2 separate regions of the Cricetulus griseus genome follow, and region 1 is linked to region 2. The links are chromatin contacts, called in public Hi-C maps. All regions are on one chromosome and are shown on one strand. The core of a region is the stretch at or near the end of the contact, and the rest is flanking DNA. Distances in the headings are between cores, read along the strand shown.

Region 1 (7,537 bases), core at 239-2,738, 63 kb after region 2:
AATAAAAGGGGGGGGTGTCAAGTCATAGCAGGGACACCTCCCTTCTCCACTCGGTACCGCGCCGCCACTGCGCCAGCCGGAGACCCCGCAGCGATCCGGCACCCCGAGCCGGGCGTCTTCCCTCTCCCGCAGAGGGTAGCAGCTGTTACGGAACAGCCCAGATCACGATTCGCCGCAGTCTTCCCAGCAATTCAGGGGCGCGGGGACACCCGCGGATCCCAACCCGGGATGTGAGGATTCCCCCTGGTTCCCCCCAACGAATCGGTCACATCCCTGCCCCAGTTTTGTTTCCCGTCACTGCGCTAGCCGCGGCACCCAGTCCCAATGCCGTGGAGGTCAGGTTTAAAATTTTACTATTATTACTATTTTTTAAAAAATTATTATTCCTATTTTTAAAGCCAAAGGGCAACTTCTTAAAAGGGCCAGGGGCAACTCGGAGTCGCCGCCGCCGGGGATTGGCGGGCGGGACGCACCTCTGAGTCGGTCTCCGGCTGTCAGAAATGCACTAACCCGAAATTTAAATGCCCTCCCGGAGACTGGGAAAAGTCAGAGGCTGCAGAGCCTTCTCGATCCCACACGCAAAAGGTAATGATCCCTTCTCCAAAGACCTCGGGGTACCAAGGACTTTCTCGACCTCCGGGTCCAAGCCCCCAAAGGACACAAATAGCGATGAATGTAGTAAAGCAACAATGTCCAACAGGCCAGGGTCAGCGTCAACCCAGAGTAACCTCTGGAACCCGATTTCAAAATGCACCCCGATTTTTCCTTCCCTCTTTAGTCTGTCATCTTGACAAGTCTGTCTACCCCGACTCCGATTCACCCCAGCTCCACCCCGGCCTCCCCAACGACTCTGCTCAAAGTGTCAAAAGCACAGGATTGGAAGAAAGGCTACCCTGACCGCCGCTGCATGGAAGGCGCCGAGAAAAATCCATTAGAAGACCAACAGATCTGTGCTTACCGGGTTTTCCACCGCCCCAAGGATATCCAGCCTTCAGAGAGCGCGAGGAGCTCCTTTCAGGGGAGCCGATCGCGGGCAGAGGCAGAGAACACTGTCCCCAAATAGACAAAAATTTCCTCCCCGGCGCCTGGGGAGTCCTGTCCTCACTCGCAGACTGTAAGTCCCAGTGCAAAAGTGTCCGCCCGCTGCAATGGGCAAAGTTTCCCAGAGGGGGCGAGGGTTGCGACCGCGGGAGGGCTGGGGCAGGGGGAGCGGCAGGCCCGGAGGCGAGCGAAGCCCCTCTCGCTCCCAAGCTGCCTTCCCAGGACGCCCGGAGAGCGGCTCTGCACAGAGCTCGCCCAGCCCGCCCGCTCGCTCCCTCTGTCTCTCGCTGGAATTACTACAGCGAGTCAGAAAAAACGCCCCGAAAAGCTCCTTTTATACTGCGACTCCGGCAGGATCCGCCCCTCGCTTCTTTTTCCCGCCAAGGCTTGGCTAAGCCCTGCCCTTCTAGAGGCAGGAGGGGAGTCGAGCGGGGCGCGGTGGCGGCGGCAGCGAGCGGAGCAGCCCGGGGGTCCTCGGCCGGCCGCGTAGACCCTGGGGTTATAAAGGGCTGGTGGGCGGGGATTCTCTCTCTCTCTCTCTCTCTCTCTCTCTCTCTCTCTCTCCTCTCTCTCTCTCCTCTCTCTCTCCTCTCTCTCGTCTCTTCTCTCTCTCTCTCCTCCCTCCCTCTCTCTCCTCCCCTCCCCTCCCTCGTCCCCTCCCCCCTGCTTTGGGAACCCGGGAGGGGCGCTCGTGGGGAGCCAGGGAAAGAGGAGGAGCCTCTGCCCGGCAGCCCTGTACTCCAGTTCCTGGGGTGTAAACAGTGCGAGCGCAGCATGAATTAACTGCGCGCCCGACCATTTTCTCTCGCTCGCCCGCTCGCCCGCGCTCACGTCCTTTCCCTTCCCATGCTGTTCTTTGGGCGCAGCGCTTGGGTGAACTGTGTTCCTGTCGTGCGTGTCTCAGGCAGCGCAGGTGGAACAGCTGCCTAGCTCCGCACAATCCGCCATGTACCCTGGGCCGCGTCACGCACGTCCCCGGGCGGCCAGGCGTCTCTCTAAGGCTGGGGGAAGCAGATTTTAGAAAGGTGAGGGCGAAAGAATGGGCCCGTCTGTGAGCCCGCGTGCAGTGTGCGGGGTGTCAGTGACAGACGGGGGCTGCAGACGAAAACGGTGCCTGGAATTATTAAAACTGCTCAGCAACGCACTGCCACGTATACTTGGAGAGCCACTTAGGAATGAACACCCATTGCATCCCCTGCGGAGGGCATTATACGCATTTTGGATGGACAGCTATGTCGACTGGGTACATTCTTTTCAGAATGGATCTCCCAATTTGCTGTTACAAAGCACAAGCATACACACACACACAACACACACAGGCACACACACACACACACACGCACACACATGGGTGCGCGCGCGCGCACACACACACACACACAGGCGAGCGCGCACACACACAGAGACACACATACACACACAAGCACAGACACACACACCCCACAACGGCACACACACACACCACAACACACAGGCACACACGCACAGAGGCGCGCGCGCGCACACACACACAGGGGAGCGCGCCTGCACACACACACACAGGGACACACGCACAGAGGCACGCGCGCGCGCACGCACGCACACACACACACGCACACACACACAGGCACACACACGCACACACACACACACACACACACACACACAGGCACACGCACACACACACTCCAGCACCTCCGGCTGGCTCAGACTTCCACCAGGCAGGGGGTGGTGAGTGACAACCTAACCCCGTAGGTCTCCCTGCGGGTTCCAGAGCTGGAGCAGCAGTGGTGGGTGGGTTCCACCGTCTCTGCAGTCTGCACCCCGTCCCACCCCGGCTCACTCAAGAGTTCCTTCCTACTCAGCACCCCGTTTTCACAAGAGGCAGCAAATCCTCTTTGCCCCTGTGGAGCCGGTTTGCACCAGACTCCGGCTTAGGGGCTGGGGGAAAATCAAGGCGCTAGACGAGAGAATACGCAGTGTGGGTGGCTGAGGGGGTGGGGTGGGGAGTGGGGGGGACGGCACCCGGACTTCCCAGAAAGGGGGAGGAGTGGAACTTGCCAACTCGGATCTGGGGAGCCTGCGAAGACCCTAGGGTAAAGAAAACCGTTAACCCCTTCCTCCCCGGACAAACCCAGGTCTTCTTTCCTCCTTATTACTGGAACTGCAATTATGCATTAAAAAAAAAAGAAAAGCCGGCGCCGATCCGATCAAAGAAATGTTGCATTTTTGCCTATTTTATACTTGCGTCTGTGTGTGGCTTCAGCTAATTAAAGCTGACTTAATTTATGCATTAATTTTTCAGTTTACTTTTTTTCCCCTGGATTAGTTGCTGTGAATTATGTACAATCCTCAAATACATACACAACTTCATATGTATACATATACACATATATGATAATCTAGTTTATGAACCAATTTGAAACAGGAGTCTTTTGCTCTGCTCTAGGGTAATTATATAAGCATATTCCCTCGGGATTTGCTTATCCCTTGGCATCAAAACCCAAAGATATCTCGTTCATGATACCCAAGGCACTTTAAGATACCTCCTGCCCTAATTCCAGCATTTGGGTGGCAGAGGCAGGCAAATCTCTGTGAGATCGAGGCCAGCCTGGTGTACAAAGCGAGTTCCAAACAGACTCCAGGACAGGCTTCAAAACTACAGAGAAACCCTGTCTCTAAAAAAGAAAAAAAAAAAAAAGAAAAAAAAAAGAAAAAAAAGAAAAGAAACTTCCCCTTTTAAAAAAAGGGGGAAAAAGTAGTGTATAGAGTGTAAGGCGCGCACATTGTTCAAGGTAGTTATTATCCATGGAGTTTGCAACTCAGGGTTCAGCTGTTAAATGATAGTATCTTCCTCCAGAGCCAGCTCATTGCACAATTCAGCTTTAAGGATTGCAAAATGACTACAGCCTCTAGGATTTTTGCCTGAAACGCCGAGAGAGAGTCGCCAATCCCTAGGCTGCGTTTTGCTGCAAGGACTCTTTCCCCGCCCCCTCCCCGGGCTGCACGGTCCTTCTGCTTCGCGAAAGTAAAGTAAGTGTGCCCTCTACTGGCCGCAGAGATCCCAACGTCCGGAGCCAACGAGGGCGGAGGTCGGGTGGGGGCAGGGCTTCTGCCCGCAGGGTTTCCAGGCCAGCGGCTCAGCTGCCTAAGATAAGTTTCCAGCCACCTTTTAATGACTCTTTCAGGCTGCAAAGGAGCCAGAGGAAGAGAAATTACTAAGGAAAAAGTGGTTCAGAGGTAGCTATTCAGTTGCATACCGAGGTGTCGGAAATTAACTCATCACTTTCTGACAGTCACCCAAGGGAGAGCCCTAGCTGCGGATGGGACATAATTCACAGGTATACATATGAAAAAAATAAAATATTAAAAAAATCCGAACAAATCTGAAAAGCCCCAGAGCAAGCCACACCTTTGACACTTTCTGACCTGGAAGTGCCACAGCAGGACCCTGGATTTTATTGTGCAAGGGAAGGCACGGGGGTATTCGTTTATCTGCTCCTTGTTTATCATTATTTTTTTATTTATGTTTTACACGTTCCAATCCCGTCCCACCTCCCTCCTCTCCTCCTGCTCGCACTTTCCCCCATCCTTTTAGAGAGGGTGAGGCCTCCCCTAGGAAGTCTACTCAGTCTGTCCCATCATCTCCTTGAGGCAGGACCAAGGCGCCTCCCCACCCCACCCGCCTGTGTCTAGGCTGAGCAACCATCTCTCCATATGATGGAACGGGCTCCACTGAGTCAGTCTGCATTAGAGGCAGATCTTGGACCCACTGCGTCTCGTGATCATTATTTTTTGTTTGTTTTTGAGACAGGGTCTTACTACCGTTGCTAGCCCGAAACTCACCGAGTTTCTCCTTCTGCTCCTCCTTCTTCACACAAGTCCTCCGTATCCCAGGATACCTGGTTTTTATGCCTTGATAGGGAGGCTGGCATCCAGAGCGTAGGCGCCATAGGTGAACTCCCGGCCAACTGAGCTGTTCTTGAGCTCCATGCCCTGCTTTTCTGTTCTTTTTGTGGCTTATCATCAGCTCCACCGCTTATTACTTGGGTGGGTGGCCAATAGCCAGAATTTTTTTTTCCCCCTGAGACAGGGTTACTCTTTAGTTTTGGAGGCTATCCTGGAACTGGCTCAGTAGACCAGGCTGGCCTCAAACTCACAGAGATCAGCCTGTATCTGTCTCCCAAGTGCAGGGAGTAAAGGCGTGGGCCACCACCACCCAGCCAGATGTTTTGTTGATTGGTTTATTTGTTTTTGTTTTTTGAGACAGGGTATCTGTGTGTAACGGCTCTGGCTGTCCTGGAACTCTCTTGTAGATCAGACTGTCCTTGAACAGAGATTTGCCTGCCTCTGCCTAGTGAGTGCTAAGGTTAAAGGTGTGCACCTCTACCCTCCAGTGACTGCCAAAATATTTTAGAGAACCGATTTATTAAAAGGTTGAAACTTTAGCCAGGTGTGTTGAAGAGAGCCCGGGAGCCAGAGGCTAGAGGATCTCTGTCTGCAGACAAGGTCAATCTGTTGTATGGCAGTTCCAGGCCAGGTGAGGTGTGGTGGCCCATGCCTTTAATCCCAGTGCTCTAGAGGCAGGGCAGGCAGATTAACAAATGGGATCTCAAGAAACACAAAAACTTCTCTATGACAAAGGACAGCATCATTCAGACAAAATGGCAGTCTACAAAATGAGAAAAGATTTTTAACCAACTACACATTTGCTAGAGCTCTAATATCCAAAACATAAAGACCTAAAAAAAAAAAAAAAAACCAAACCCTAGATATTACGGAAACAAATTAATTAAAATACGGGGTACAAGATGGGCAAGATGATGGTACATACATTTAATCCCAACACTTGGGAGGCAGAGGTGGGTGGATTGCTGAGTTCAAGGCCAGCCTGGTCTACAGAGCGAATTCCAGGAATAGTGAGAGCCTGAAGAAGGAAGAGAAGGAGGAAGAAGAAGGAGAAGTAGAAAAAGAAGAAAGAAGAAGAAGCTGCAACTGCCCCTGAAAGTGCTGTCCCCTATGAATTTGAGGCCAACCTGGTGTTCATTGTGAGTTCCAGGAGGACAGCCAGGGCTGCAAAGGGAATCCTGTGTCAAAAAACAAAACAAAACAAAACAAAAAATCCTAAATACACACATACATACATACATACATTTTTTTTTTTAAGGCTGAAAATGCAAACCCAAAGGACAAAGAACTGCATAAAGGCAGATATAATACAATTTTTTTTTCCCCACCAAGACAGGGTTTCTCTGTGGCTTTGGAGGCTGTCCTGGAACTCACTGTAGATCAAGCTGGCCTCAAACTCACAGAGATCTGTCTGCCTTTGCCTCCCGAGTGCTGGGATTAAAGACCTCCTCTGTCCGGCTCATGAAGAAAAGTTCTTAATGGCATCCGATCAACAAGGCTAGGTCCTTAGCATATGTGACAGGATCGCCTCCCCCTGGGAGAGGACTCTTGGGCAGATTTCCTAGGATTTAACACTTTTAGCATTATTCTGTTAGAAGCTAAGTACAGCCACCCTCTTCTCCCCAAACACAAGACGGTACCAACAAATCCGAGAGTGGCTATAGCTGACCCTCAGAAGGTACTTTTTGAAAATGAATAATGATGGCATATTTTAAGATCTTACTCCCAAATCATGCCAGTGTAGTGTAGGTGTGTGAACCTATGTAGCGGAATAGCCTGTGGTTTGGGGACTTACCCACACCAAATCCGAGCCTGGTGACATCACCTGTGGTGTCACTTTCAAGTAACAGGAAGGTAGGGGCCACCCCCATTTTACATATTAGGAAACAAACAGGTACCATATTCATTGTAAAATAAATTTTTAAAAATGTAAAAAAGGTACAAGAAAACCACAAGTTTCTAATCTTGTCAGTGAGATGTAGTTGCTGGAATTTCTTGTTGCTGAGAGTGTAGCCTACAATGGTTTCTAATTAGAAGATGCTTCAGACTTCCTCATGCTAGACCAGGCTGGTCTCGAACTCACAGAGATCCCCCTGCCTCTGCCTCCCGAGTGCTGGGATCAAAGGTGTGTGCCGCCAACTCCCAGCATGGAGTTAAGAGTTTCATGTACCACTATACTTAGACTAAACGTTAGTGTTTAAAAGGTGTGTGTTGTTGTTGCTGTCGTTGTTGGGACTCAAACCAAGGGCTACATCTTTAACCCAAGGTGTTTTCGTATAGGGCCTCATTATGCAGCTCAAGCTAGTTTTGAACTTGAAATCCTCTTTGCCTCAGGCTTCTGAGTGCTGGGATGACAGACGTGTGTCACTCTACACGCCTACTAAGGGAAATGATTGCTGGTTCTCCTCTGAAGACCCCTGTTGGAAGACAGTACACTGGTTTGTCCCTCTGCAACGTTGTGACTCTAAGGTTCTCTTATGGGAGAGGCTGCTGGGTGTGAGTTGGGTGTCAAAATAGGCAGGTTCTCCAGAAGCCTTATTATTGTCCCTGGAAGGGAGACCCTGGGAGAGTGGGCTTGATTTACCCCATGGCAGAGAGTAAATGACTT
Region 2 (7,563 bases), core at 2,715-5,214:
ATTCTCTGGGAAAGAGAGAATGAAAAAAGTTCCCATAGACTAGGTGTAGGGTGGTGCGGCCTGTCATGTCTACTGTTGGCGGATGGGGAAGGGAGATGGTGAGTGTTTGGCTAGCCTAGAATTCATAATGAGTTGGAGGCTAACCTGGAATACAGAAGAAGATTTAATCTAAAAACCAGACACCAGAATAGAGATAAATATGTTTCCAGCATGTAACTCACAAAACATTTCTAAGGCAGGTTAGTGGATCACAGACAGGACCAACATCACATGTCTCTGAAACAACAGCAAATTTATCTAAAACTCTAAAACGACTTAGGTGCTAGAATACAAAAACCCTAGTCACGTGATGGGCCGACGACAGGAAAAAAAAATCAATCTATGCAACAGTGTTTATAAAGCTCAGCATCCAAGCGAAAGGAATCAAACCAAAGGAAAGATTAAACAATGAAACAGCCACTGAACAGAGATATTACTCAGCCAATAAAGTCAAATGAACAGTGCATACATAGTATTCAGGGATGCGTATGACTGAGCAGTAACAAAGAGAAGCCAGAAGCTGAGCGTGCACAGGGTAACTAAGAAAAAAGCAACAGCGAAAAGGCATATTTCAGAAATTTTCCAATTTTACTTCTGTGTGTGTCTATGTTTGTATGTGTGAGTGTGCGTATGTGTACCTGTTCGTGTGTATGTGTGTGTGTGCTTGTGCATGTGTGTGTATGTGCATGTGTGTGTGTGTGCATGTGTGTCTGTGTATGTATGTGTGTGTCTGTGTATGTGTGTGTGTGTGTGTGTCTGTGTGTGCATGTGTGTGTGTGCATGTGTGTGCGTGTGTGTATGTGTGTGTGTGTGCATGTGTGTGCGTGTGTGTCTGTGTGTGTGTGTGCATGTGTGTGCGTGTGTGTCTGTGTGTGTGCATGTGTCTGTGTATGTGTGTGCGTGTGCGTGTGCGTGTGTGTGTGTGTGTGTGTGTGTGTGTGTGTGTGTGTGTGTGTTGGTAATCAAATCCCACACAGAGCCTTGGCCATGACAAACACATGTTCTCCTGCTGCGCCAAACCCCTAACTGCAGAAATGCTTTTTTTTTTAATAATTTTCTCGTTCCCTTCCTGCCATCCCTGGTGGGGGATGTTTCCTGGGGCTCGAACTTGGCATCTTGGGAATGACAGGAGAGAGTTCCACCACTGAGCTGTCCCCAGTCCTCCTTCAGATTCTTACAGCTAAGTTCACACTTCTCTGATGATGAGGATTTTAATTTCCCAAATCACAGCTGTGTCCACCAAGAGTCCGGAACCCCCCAGTCGCACGTTTGCTCCTGAAGCTCCTCTTCTACGTGTTTCCCAGCACCTTGCTAAATCTGAGCCTTGGAAATCGTCCTTGTGAGACGCTTTTTAGAGGGGCCATTTCGATGGCCTCACAGCAATCAGCCTGACCACTGCTGACCTACCTCCCCTATCTCACCTCCTATTTCCATTCGGTACCCCATGGCTCAGGGGCCTGGCTGCCTAGTGGTCAGCCCAGTACTTCCTGCCAGAAAGGATCCAGCTGAGACTCAAGACATCCCATCTCCCCCTGCCCTTGCAGGGCTTGGGCCCAGGCTTCTCTGCTACAGCAGACCCACGGCTGTGCTCCCACTCACCTGCCTGCCTTCTCCCTGCAAACACATCAAGAATTATCTTCACTCTCCTTCTATCCCCTGGAAGACTTTGTTATTTTTGGAGAGACTGCCCAAAATTCAGTATGTCGCTGATCAGAACCTTGGACATGACAGTAGATCCTCCTGCTTCTACTTCCTGGTGTCAGCAGCCTCGCTTAGTCAATGAACTCCTTCCTTTTCAGTGACCTACTTGAGCTGGAGAGTAGATGTTCCCGCCTACACTTCCTGGGTTCTGGAATTACAGCTGTGCTTGGCTCTACACAGTGTTAAGGGTCAAGCCCACGACCTCCTGCATGCCCAATAAACAACCAATAACTGAGCGGCATCAAGCCCCCTGGAAGCATCCTTATGTAAGTTAAGGTTTCCTCTCTTTGCAGAATCCTATGCCACTCATAGCGCTCATGGAAGGCCCCCTAGACCTCACGCCCGTCTCGTGGAAATATCACCCAAACCAAGTACAATTTTAGTTTTCCCAGTGGCCTCCATAAATAAAGCTAAAAACAGATTAAATTAACTATAATAACATATTGCATGATATCTAGGTGTGTTGCCCTTTTTGATAGCCAATCAACATTTTAAACTGTATTGCTCAGATTTTTGCAGCCCTTTGGGTTGCGCTTTCAAAAATTTTCTATGCATTTAACAGAGAGTGCATCCCGAGAGTTCACTTCAAATATTCTGGACACAAAAGGTTATACTGTTCTGGATGGTGGAGTTTTACTCGCTGGGATCTTCAGGGAAGAGCCAGCAGCCCATTCCTGTAGCCTCATCAATGGCTCACAGCCTAGAGAAGTGCTCACAATGCTTGCCCGCTGGCTCCTCACGCTCCACATCCAACCTCCACTCACTTTCTTCTCAGCACCAAAGCCAGCGTGCTGATCACAAAAGCTAAGTTGGACAGAACCACGCTGCTGCCAAAATAACACTTTCAGTGGCTCCCTCTTTCACCGGATAAAAGGCAAGAGTTTTCAGTTAGGAGCCCTGGCAATGTGTGTAATCCCAAGCACTTGGGAAGTTGAGTTAGGAGGGTTCCTACATGGTCCAGGCCACCCTGGGTGACACAGTGATTTACAGCCTGAACTATACATGGAGATCATGGAGTCTGTTCACAGCTATAAAATCCTAACTAAGACAACTAGGGAGAAAGTTGGGCCAATAAGGCTCTTGCCTTACAATCATAACAACCAGGAACCCATATAAAAAGGACATGTTGGCAGCCTAGCCTATTCAATGAACTCCAAGGCAATGAGAGATCCTGCCTTAAAAGCAACCAACAAGCAAAAACGGTGATGGCACATGAGCAATGTCCAGCTTGCACACGTTACATGCACACATATGTGCTCAAACACACTTACATTCAGCCACCCCAACACACACAAACAAGGAGAGGTTTTGCAGAGTTTCTGAAAGGCGTTGTAGCACGTGGCTCTGGTTTCTGTTTCTGTTACCGACACCTGGCTCTCCTCCGGCCCTTCTTGCAGCTCCCAAATCTCACTCTCCACCCTGGGCTTGGGCCACTGTCTGACCCCTCCCTGAGGCCTAAAACACAAACCCCACACCAGCACCCAAGCTCCTCGGCCTGCATGACAGCCCAGCATCAGCTTCTCAAAGGAACTGTTCTTTGAAGACAGCATCCTTCTGCAGCCCACTCTAGGCCTCCAGATGCAAACGTTCCTCGGCTAGGCTCACAGATACCAGAAACGTCATTATCATGCGTGTAATTCCTCCCCTGCCTCTTCTTGCTATAGTGTAAGTTCGGCTAGCACAGAAACATGCTGGAACGGAACAGACCTGCCGTGAGAATGAGAATGAAGGACCCAAGAGTAAGTGTGAGTCTTCAGCCTCTAAGGGTTTAACCGTTTACTGTAGAAAAGACGGACACACGCACGCTGTCCGCCCGACAAACAGGCAAGTACTAGGAAGGAAAGTGAAACTCATAGGAACTGGGAGAAAGGAAGACGGACATTTTACGAGGCAGCCACCAAAGAAGCCGGTTAGTAGTGATAAACACAGCAAGTCATACTTACATGCTACCCACTGTGTGCCAGGCCTGACAGGACACAGGCCGAGCACCCAGCAGCTGTAAGTAGAGGTACTAGGCCCACGTGACACTGGCATCATGTCTCCCTTACCTCTCTCCCTCTACCCTGTTCTCTTGTGTGGCTTTTATGAAAATGGAAGCCACAGCATGGTAGTAGACACCTTTGTCTGTTTGCTCTTGTTAGTTCTCCAGCCTCTAGACCAGTGCCTGGCGCCCAGCAAGTGCTCGGTAAATGAATGAGTCACTCAATCCATGCTCGAAAGAGCACCAAACAGCAGGGCTGAATCACCAGGCAAACAGCCCTGAAGAATAATAAACAACCACAATGGCTTCTACTCACGGGCTTATTTCTGCCCTGAGCACCGGGCACCATCCCTCCGTGGGCATAACCACCCTGTCTTGTAGCTGAGTGAATGGTGGCAGAGCTTCCCTTGGCTGTATGCAAGGCAGTCGTCAGGCCTCTCTGATTGCATCCTCCAATCTCCACACCAGTACCCGGGCAGCTGGCTGGCTCTCATATCTTATGTCCGCCAGAAACTGGAAAGCCGATGCGGACTGGTGAAGTCACTGGCCTCTCCCCATCTGTATTCAGACCCGGAATGGGCCGATTGCACGTTCAAATGCACCCAGAGACCCAGGAAGTCACCCAGTTCCATCCTGGTGACAGGAATGTCATTTGCTAGCTTTGACTGGGAGGCTGAGGGTAAGGGGGGTTGCTGACCCCAGGTCCTCTGCCCTTTAAGGCCTCTCTCTGATTATCATGTCCTCTTCATAGCTGCTCAGTGCTTCATCTCCCCTAATTTACAAACAGGGAAACTGAGGACACACTTGCTGAAAGGTACCGGGGGCCTATACTCCTTTACATGACCCAGGCTGCCTCCCTCTTGCAGTTGCCTGGCTTCCGCCTTTTTGGAAGGTCCTTTTCAATCGGCAAGGCCTCACTTCCTACCTTGCCAAATCGTTTCACAACTAAAAGGCAGTATCAGCAGCCTTCTCCTGGAAGGCAAACCAGTTAGGCTCAACCTGATTTCCAAAAGGCCTAGGGCTGTGTAGACACCAGAGAGCCTGCTCACAAGAAGTTTAAGGTCAATGACAGAAGAGAGGCAGGTCAATGAAACAGCTTCCCCACCAATCAAAACAGGAGGCGATCCATTGATTCAGCTCACTTGCCTGGCATGCTCGGAGCTCTGGCTTCAAATAAACTGACAGCAGAGAGACAACTCGGTTAAGAGCATTGTCTGCTCTTCCAGAGGGCCTGGGTTCGATTCCCGGAAACCACATGGCAAATGACAACTGTCTGTAACTCTGCAGGCACCGGGTACAAGTGTTGCACATACATACATACATACATACATACATACATACATGAGGGCAAAACACTCATACACATAAAAATAAGACAAAAAAGAACAAGAACAACCTATAAACAGCGCACCAAAGTAATAGAATTCTAAGATGAAAAGAGAATGAGTTGAGCATGGTGACAAACACTTTATCCCAGCACTCTGGAGAAAGAGGAAAGAAGACTGGGAATTTAAAAACCAACAGGAGAACCTGTCTCAAAGCAAAACAGTAGCTGGGGACGGTGGCCCATGCATTTAATAGAGCACTTGGGAGGAAGAGCTAAGTAGATTTTTGTTAGTTTGACGCCAGATGGGTCTGTCTACATAGAGACCGAGGACAGCCAAGGCTACATAGAGACACTGTCTAACAAAACAAAGCAAAACAAACAGAAAAGGAAAAGATTTAATATGGCCGTGGGCTAAGAGTGTAACCCAGACATTTGGCTAGCATGCCTGATTATTCCGTAGGCTGGATCCCCAGAACAGCGGGGGAAGGAAAGAAACAAGAGAGAAAGGGAGGGAGAGGGAAAAGGAGAGGGAGAGCAGGCTACAAGAAAGGGACTCCTGGGCTCCAAGACCACATCAACAAGCCAGTGTTGTTTCTCTTAATGACAGGGTGCAGGGAAGGCCATAGCCATCTTGGTACTGATGCAGGTCCCGCCCTGAGTCCCCCTAGCAGATAGACAGGCTGGTGCTCACAGGGCACCAAGGATGAGGAGGAAGCATTAGCGATTTCAAGGGAGCTCCAGCTTCCGTCTGCTGTGAAGTCAACAGCGATTCCATGGGACACAGTGCTGAACGGCTTTTGGTTGCAAAGCCAGGCAGGGTACCTGGAGAGAGCTATTTGCTAACCATCTCTTCCCATCTCTCCCCACCTAGCGGAGACCCAGTGGACCCCCTCCAAGTCCACAGCCCAGAACTCTTGCCGCACCGAACCTTTGTCTTATCTCGGCCTGCTGTGTGTGGCAGCAAAGACAGGCAGCTGAACAAAGGTATCGCCTCCAAAGCTACTGCTTCTCCTCAGACCGGAGTTGAGTGTGCAGGCAAGGCAGCCTCCTGCTCAAGGCCAAGGGCAGTCAGTCTTTTAGTTTGTTCTTCACCATCTTCTGACTTCTGGAAGTGGCCAAACCGCCCTGACCTAAATTCCATCAGCTTTGCTGCTGCCCAGCTACCTGGGGTGATGCCTTTAGCCCCCAGCTGGGCTCCTATTCTAAAACCTGGTGATAGTAATAACCCTATCTTTCGGGATTGCTTGGAAGTTAAAATGCAGTAATATACCTAAAAGCATTTAAAGCCAGCCTGAATGTGGTGAGATACACATATGATTCCAATATATAGGAGGTTGGGACCATTAGAATGCTAGTTCAAGGCCAGCCTAGGCAAAACCATACACAACCTTAAAAAGAACTCCATGAATGGATACAGGTGAGGGGTGGGAGTGGTTAGCGGAGGAGAGCTGGAGTTAGTATGTAAGATGAAATAAGATAAAAAGAGCTCGATGATGGCTGGACACTCTCTCTTAAGTACTCTGCAAAGTTGTGGATGACACAAATAAAAAGGATGATGAGCCTAGCACACTAAAGAAACTGAAAGTCACTGCCACATTACAGTCCTTGTTACTATTAGTTACTATGACTACGCATTGTTCCTTACAGGACCGGTGCCAGAAAAGTAAAATCCAACCATCCACGCCCCTACCGGACCTCACATGATCTACAGCCACATGGCCCCAAATCCCACATCTGACCTGATCGCCAAAGTCACACCCGGCTTCTACTCTGATGGCAGAACAAAGGATTCTCCATGCAGCCTTCTACGAGGTAGAACTTCTGACAGTTTCTAGACCGTTATAGAGGTGACTGACTGTCAGCAGGGCTTTACTGACACTGCTCTGCTTCTGTTTTGTTGTGACTTTCAGATGTTTAGTTTTCCAGGCAAGCCTCACACTGGAGTTCAAGCAGGCCTCCAGCCAAAACGGTTTTGAACTCATGGTAATCCTCCTGCTTCAGCTTCTCCTATGCTGGGATTATAAGCATGAGCCACCACACCTGGCTTCCAAGGGCAGTCTTTTTTTTTTTTTTTTTTAATTTATTTGTGTGTGGAGAGAATGTGCCACAGAAGACAACACTGGGGAGTCGGTTGTCCTCTTCCACCGTGGGTTTCAGTAGGTCATCTGACTTGCCAGGAAAACACTTGCACTCACGGGGCGGTCTCTTCCCCCTTTGAGTAAATATGCCAACATGGACATGAGAACACAGGGGAGATAAAGTCCCAGTGTCATCACTAACATTACAAAGGCAAATGGGGTGGGGGTCTCAGCAGGGTGGACAGTGTTCTATCAGCACCCAACTAGAGAAGGAAGGACACAGCAACAACCCAGTGCCTGGAAAGGGCACGTGATATCTACAACATATGGAAGTGTAGCCATAGCTGGCTTTCAGTGCGCCACGCCGCCAGTTCACTTGCCCGTTCGAATGGGGCAGACTTCACAAAGCCTCACCCCTAGATGGAGAGCTCATGGCT

What was found. Hi-C and Micro-C count contacts between places; a contact is called where the count stands out from the background.
Region 1: a contact with region 2 is called in a Hi-C map of the CHO-K1 cell line, with 6 times the contacts expected there. The contact joins the promoter of Myc here to the enhancer-like site in region 2. A contact is called at or near these places in 5 of 8 Hi-C or Micro-C datasets (the CHK-Q cell line, the CHL-YN cell line, the CHO-K1 cell line and 1 more).

What each region holds. Positions count from the first base shown.
Region 1 is chr10:25,950,476-25,958,012 of CriGri-PICRH-1.0, forward strand. Myc (myc proto-oncogene protein) reads right to left here and starts at 1,489. Exons shown (of 3, transcript XM_027431574.2): 1 at 959-1,489. It overlaps LOC113837469 (a long non-coding RNA gene), which reads left to right and starts at 3,764. Exons shown (of 7, transcript XR_003488052.2): 1 at 3,764-4,053.
Region 2 is chr10:25,884,662-25,892,224 of CriGri-PICRH-1.0, forward strand. No RefSeq gene overlaps it. Among named protein-coding and RNA genes, the nearest start is that of Myc, 64 kb to the right of the region's middle. Within about 2 kb of position 3,965, at least 2 of the 6 cell types and tissues checked have open chromatin away from gene starts, as enhancers often do. A contact at or near this core is called in the CHO-K1 cell line and fibroblasts, where this site is marked.